Regions from separate parts of the Danio rerio genome. Here region 1 is linked to region 2. Evidence: chromatin contacts called from public Hi-C data. All regions are on one chromosome and are shown on one strand. Each heading gives the region's core, a stretch centred on a gene start, on an enhancer-like site or on the middle of the called end of the contact. The rest is flanking DNA. Distances are from core to core; before and after follow the strand shown. Region 1 holds the start of kcnq5a (potassium voltage-gated channel, KQT-like subfamily, member 5a). Region 2 holds the start of LOC141377014.

Region 1 (3,356 bases), core at 228-2,727, 170 kb before region 2:
AATATAGCTTAAAGGGGCTAATAATTTTGCCCTTAATAAAATGGCGTTTAAAAATTTAAAAACTGCATTATCCTAGCCAAATTAAAACAAATAATACTTTCTCCAGAAGAAAAAATATTATCAGACATACTGTGAAAATTGCCTTGCTCTGTTAATTATTTGGAAATTATCTAAACATAATACAATATACTAACTCAATATTTTACAATATTCTGGAAAGACTCATTTTTAGGTTTTTGAGGTTGACTGAACTGACTTGTAATACTCATAAATTGCTTTTAATACTCAATTGGATGAACTTAAACAAAGCAATGCCACCTCGTTGTACTACTACACAGTTTTTTTAAAAACACTCCATAATCACAGTTTAGCGGAAGTTACTCTCATAATTACCGCCAGAGTTGCCAATTTAGCAATTTTCTTGCTAGATTTAGCAACTTTTCATACTACCCAAGCAACTTTTTTATTTTTTAAAAAGCACCCATAGCAACAAATTTAGCAATATTTACCATTCATTTGGCTACTTTTGGCAATTTTTAAAAAGTGACTTTAAAGAGCAGTGGCTGCTGGCTTCGTTCAGCAGAGTAAATTGCTATTGTTTTTCATAACTGTTATTCATTCATTAATTTTTCAGCTTAGTCCTTTTGTTAATCTGGGGTCACTACAACTTATCCAGCATGTTTTCACGAAGCGAATGCCCTTTCAGCCACAGCCCATCTCAGGGAAACATACACACACACTCATTTACACTCATACACCACGGACAATTTAGCCTACCCAATTCACCTGTACCGCATATCTTTGAACTGCGAGGGAAACCGCAGGGAGAACATGCAAACTCCACACAGAAACACCAACTGACCCAGCCGAGACTCAGTGACCTTCTTGCTGTGAGGCGACAGCACAACTGCGCCACTGCGTCACCTTACATAACTGTTAATTTACTGATGCTTGTTAACATGTATAATTGTTAATTTAGGTAGAAATAAATTCCAATAGTGCTATAATTGTTGTCACTTTCACAAATGTGTTAATTGCACAAGTTAAAAAGAGTAAGTACACAAGCTGTGACTGTTTAAGAATGTAACTGTTCATTATCAGTGTTGTGTTTTAAAATCTAAATTCTAAAAGTGTTTGTATTGTACAAATAGTAAACTATATTTTTTATACAAATCTAAGCTAAATGGACATATGTTTTTGATGAGATAGCCAGTCAATTTGAGAAAACATGAATTATTTTGTATACATAAAGATGAAGTTTTGAGTTGTGATTACGCAATGATGTCATCACAGAAAGTTGTAGCCTATGTTAATAAGAACCTATTTATTGTGCATCTAGATCTAACGTTAATGTTTAATATAATATAATACACGGCGCCTCACCAAGAAAACACATGACAGGTACGTCACAGATATGCAAATTGGGATGTGACGTCATCGGGTAACATTTAACTACTTTTTGGCCAGGCTTTAGCTACTTTTTAATGGAAATAGTTGGCAACGCTGATTACCGCGAGGTATCATGGGCCATAGACAGCTGAATAAATCGGGGACATGAGCTCTTACTGCAAGCCCGACGGAAAAATAATAGTAAGTAGATCATCTTTTTTCTAATGAACTGCAAACATATAACGTGACAAGTCAGACTGATTACCATTTGTTTGAAAAAGAATGGCCAATAAACAAATCAGCTGTCTGGTAACGAGTGAATCACCGAATCAGTCACAACTGAATTTGACAGTGCGATTCATCGTTTCTTCAAATGACGTAACTCGCGTTTTGAATAATTAGTTGGACAGATCAATTAAGATTAACCATTAAGAAGTTAGAAAATATTGAATATACTGAAGCCTGATCTGTTTTCGGTGGTCCTTATGCAGGTGAATCAGCCGTGAAACAGGCCCAGTGCATTCATAAACTCAGAGCTGTTGCTTTGCCAGTCAGCTGTTGTTAATGGAAAGTGTCTGTTCTCGTCTCAGACTCCCTGGGAAATGAAACCAGCGCCGTGAAAAGATTTCAAACAATTTTTAAACGGTGCTTGATTTATGGCCAGTCTTACAAATATGTAAAAAGCATAACTTGCGCTCCATTTTTCAAATGAATCAATTGCTAATATTCTAAAACTCGTTACTCATTTCTGTTTGCCTTGATCCCGATGACCATATAATCCTCGTGGCCATTTTTTAAGATAGGGTTTTTTTTTGTTTTTTTTTTTGAAGACCTTGTCTGGGTTCTCGTTGCCCATAGGCCTACACTCACATTGTGCAGAAATGTGGTTTAGATTGATAGATAACGCGGGGACCTTACAATTTACTAAATATAGAGTTTCTATATTCTAAGCCTAACCTCTAAATCGGTGCAAATGTGATTATAGAGTAATATTAAATGAAGGCAGTCCACAATATATGGAACCACAATATATTGTATTTGGTGTTTTTGTGTGATTTCTAGGTCTGTATTAACAGACTCACACCACTAGAGTGTGTTGTTGTTAGCTGTGCATGAGAACAAGCCACTGCACAGTAGGAGAAAATAATGTCATCAGAAACATAACCAAATGCATTTTATTGTCATCATAATGTGTGAAAAGCGGTAGCAGAAAATATACCCTTACCAGCAAAACAATTAACCAACATAAGGATAAAAATGTATTGTCCATAATAATTTATGCTTTATTCCTGCTGCTTATTTATACATCAGTGAATTTAAGCCTTGCTTGCAATATTATATTATAGATTGGCTTTCTAAATAATTTATAATTAATTGATTTGATAAAATCTCAGGTCTGCGCTTGAGGGTGAACTCAATAAAAAATTATAACAATATTTGTTTTGTAAACACAAGGTATTGTTGTTCATTAGGCTTGTTTGTTTGCCTTTCTGTTACTCTCTTGGCAGTTTTCTTAATGAAAGCTTGAACGGCTTTCGCGCAGCTGTTAGAGAAGCCCATATGGCAAAGTCATGCTTTATATAAATCTATTCTTAGTACGAGTTGTTTTTAAATCCACTCAGTTTGCACATTATGTAGAAATTCAAGCAGTTAAAGGCTAAAATATACCCAATTACTAATGCATGTAAAGCATTGTTTACTTTTTAACATTTAAACTGGCTGATGCACGATATTTTCTTTACAGTGTGTCCAAGCCTGATATTACCATCTTTGATTTGCTATTATTTTATTTTATTTATTATTCTTATAATTTTTAGATATCATGATAATCACAAACAGTTGTATGACATTTGCTTGCATTGAAGCTATGTGTGAAGTGTTAACATTAAAGGATAACACTGTAATGTAAGGTTCCAGTGATAATGTTATCCTGGACAAAATCCCTGATTTACACAGAGACAGTCAGT
Region 2 (3,658 bases), core at 179-2,678:
CAAAACAGTAACAAATTCCACATTTAGAAAATTTAAAAGAGATCCATCCATCCATACATAGCTTGCAGTTTGTCACTCCTGCTTCCACAATTTTTTTATTTCACACTTCAGTTTCTCATCAAATCATGACCTATCAAGTGCTCTATCTGACATGTCCCACTCCCTTCAAGACACTTCTTATTTGTTTTTCATTTTTTGTTTTTCGAGCTCAACCATGCTTACTGGCAGACCTGTGATAAAAACAGAACATATTTGGCTGTTTTTTTTAAAGAGGAAGAGCTACTTGATGCCCTTTCCCTTAATAATTTTTCAGTTGAGATTACGTCAAACATTGAATAAAGGATGCACATTTTAAAGGTTTGGGTTAATTAGCTCTGAGCAAGGGCAACAAATATGCATTGTTACAGTTTTGGTCTCTGGTCAAAATCATTTAAAACAAACCAAAATGCAGTCATGTGACAACATAGACATCACTTGTTTCCCCAAATGTGTCATTCAACATATTGTATTTCCTAAAGGATTTTTTGATTGGTCAGAACAAACATTTGTGAATAGTCCTACAGTACTCCAAAAAGTAAACAAAGAGATGAGGAAAAGATGTTTTAATGGACTGCAAGTGATAAAGGTGCATCACAAGTCAGAGGTTTATCTATGAGCTACCATGGATTTCAACACTGTAAACAAATACTTTCCCTTATCAAGTACACAATGCAGCTGACTATTACAGCTGGTTTAGCCCAAACATGTGAATTTTTGCAGTTGGGTCTTTTTGAGTTTTTGAATCATGTTCTTGATACAAACAATCTTCTTGAAAGAGAACTGAACCTACCTTTTCAAGCAAGTCTCTGTATGCTTGTTTGGTCCACTTTTTGTGTGTATTTTCAAGTGTGATTGCTCCATTCATAACTGGCCAAATGAAATGCCCCAAATAGGAAAATTAATTCTAGTGCAGTTCAATCGCAGTAAATGAGGCAGGTGTAAAAACACCCTTAAGTGTTGGTAAAGGGAATCAAACTAGATTTCCGCTACATGTGGGGACATACAGAGGAACGAAATGTTGTGTCTTGCAGGACAACAATGCTACATAAATTATGATAAAAACACAACACTGGACATGAGCTATTTAAAAATCTAACTAGCATACAGTATACTGTAATTTATGTGACTTTTTGGATTGGATTTGGATGTGAAGTGACTTATTAAACTGTTTGATTGTTTTTCATTATTTTTTGTACTAAAATTATTGTAAGGATGATATTATTTTAATGAAAACTATGTAAAATATAAGGGTTTGGTCTCTCTTAGCAGATACTTTCTGAGAGCATATACACTGCTCTGATTTGATCTCAAATTGCAGGAAAAAATAATAAAAAGTGCATCTTCTTGACATTTCAACATCAAATAAACTCTTACAGGCCTCAGCTTCATCTAGAGCATTTGAAGGTCAGAGTTCATATTTATGCATTGTAATTATTGAAATTCTGCAGACCTTTAAAGTGTGTTACAGCAGCATCACACTACAAACAGGGTATCCGCAAGCTCTTAAAAAGTCTTAAATTGACTGAAATATAACCCTGTTTATTTATGTAAAGCTACCCAGTTGATCCAACACACATCCAATCAATTCAACTCAATTCAAAATTGCTTTATTGGCATAAGTGTAAATGATACAATATTACCAAAGCTTAAAATAGGAGGACAACTCTAAAACTACAATAAAATAAAAGAATAGAAACTAAATATCATAATAATTTAAACTTAAATGTAAGAAATAAAAGCAGTTGAACATTTCAAACCACAGTGTTTAACATATAAACACACACACATAAAAATGGTCACTGTGGTAGACAGTAGGGAAGCATACAGTAATACACACATTACACATACATATAAATAAGTTTATCTACTGTCTTGCAGGCTGTGGCACATCCACACATACTGTATCTGGCAGCCTGTGCTACTGTGTGTCCCTCTCCTGGAATAATTTTACTTTGTTCCTGCTCAGTCATATTTCCAGTCACCAACAATTACATCTGAATAAATCATTAAGAGCAGTCTGTTATGCAAACGTTTAGTTTTTAAAGAGTTTTTTATGTTGTTAATTATGTTAGATATGTTGCAAAACGTATATATATATATATATATATATATATATATATATATATATATATATATATATATATATATATATATATATATATATATAAACAAACTAGGGTTTGCTTGTTTTGACATTATTTAAAATATGTGAAATTAGAACTAAGAAATAACTAATTAGAAATATAGGCAAATCATAATAGATAGGGCAAGTACTTTTTTCCTTATGGACCATTAAAACATTTTAGCGTTTAGCCATATAAGTCTGAAATTTCATTCATTATGGTCTTAGAAAGATCTTAAAAGTCTTAAATTTGACTTTATGAAACCAGCAAAAACCCTGTAAGAAAGTAGTGCAAAGTAGATGCATCTTTACTATTGTTTTCAGACATTTGGAGCTAAACGAATGTTTTGTGTTTCTGCTGCCATTGGATTACAGTAATGATTAAAGCAGAAGTCTTATTTTGTGTGTGTGTGTGTGTGTGTGTGTGTGTGTGTGTGTGTGTGTGTGTGTGTGTGTGTGTGTGTGTGTGTGTGTGTGTGTGTGTGTGTGTGCATTTTGAATGCATGCTTAAATGCAATAAACATGCTGTAGTTGAGTAGCATGACACCAGTTTGAGTGTTATGGTTGTGGTGTGCTGTACCACCAGGATATGGAAAGTGCTATATCCTGCAATGACTCATAAACTCTGTCACGATCCAGTCTTTGGGGATTGTAATACTATGGAGTGTTATGAGATTCACAGAAGCCCTCACACTAACTGAAAGAGTCTGGCCTGTGTGGGTGTGCATGTGTTGGCCAAGCACTAAAAGGGTGAGGAGTAGGTCAGACAGGCTGTCTCATAGACACGAAAAAGAGAGAAAAAGAAAGACAGAGAAACAGGTGAGGGCTGTCAGCAGGAAACATCTGTTAACAGAGTTGCGCACAAATCCCACAACTGCTTTGTTATTGATCACAGACATGGATACATAGCCAGTTATATAAACACCCTTCAAGCTTACTTTATATTTCATCTGCAATTTGGAGAGTTTGATGCTCAGTCCAGGCCTTTATACCTTTGTGCTCCTGCATTAATATTAATAGAGTGGTCTTTCAAAAGTGTGAAATGGAGAGATGTTAGATACTTTAAGGTAATGTAAGCAAAGTGAATGCTTAGTAAATAAAAATGTTCACTTCTCACTGTCTCTCCAAACTTAAAAAAGTATATATATATATATATATGTAATTTATTTCTCCTGGAAAAATCCCAATTTCACACCCACTGATTTTTGGTACAGTCCATAACACCCCTGGATCGCCGGCTTTGGTATAGTATCTGATTGCAGCAGTTGCCCAAAACCCGGTGTATAGTATCGTTACTTAGCTGTGTTATTCAGACACCTCACCCCCGACACCCACACATTGGTTAGTTTGTTTACCTTTTATTTACTCCCAAATTTATTTTAAAAGTGCAGTAGGTGATTTGCCAAAAAATCATACCTGCCAACACTCCTGTTTTTTTCCGAGAGTGTCCAATATTTTAGACCTATCTCCTGCCACCCTCCCGTTTTGTTATTTCTC

What was found. Hi-C and Micro-C count contacts between places; a contact is called where the count stands out from the background.
Region 1: a Hi-C map of an unstated tissue shows a contact between it and region 2, with 2.3 times the contacts expected there. The contact joins the promoter of kcnq5a here to the promoter of LOC141377014 in region 2. A contact is called at or near these places in 2 of 18 Hi-C or Micro-C datasets (hematopoietic stem cells and an unstated tissue).

The regions. Positions count from the first base shown.
Region 1 is chr13:30,849,547-30,852,902 of GRCz12tu, reverse strand. It overlaps kcnq5a (potassium voltage-gated channel, KQT-like subfamily, member 5a), which reads left to right and starts at 1,477. Exons shown (of 16, transcript XM_073920928.1): 1 at 1,477-1,590.
Region 2 is chr13:30,678,730-30,682,387 of GRCz12tu, reverse strand. It overlaps LOC141377014, which reads right to left and starts at 1,428. Exons shown (of 3, transcript XM_073920126.1): 1 at 1,414-1,428. The coding sequence starts at 1,428. The region is part of intron 2 of kcnq5a (potassium voltage-gated channel, KQT-like subfamily, member 5a); the gene reads left to right.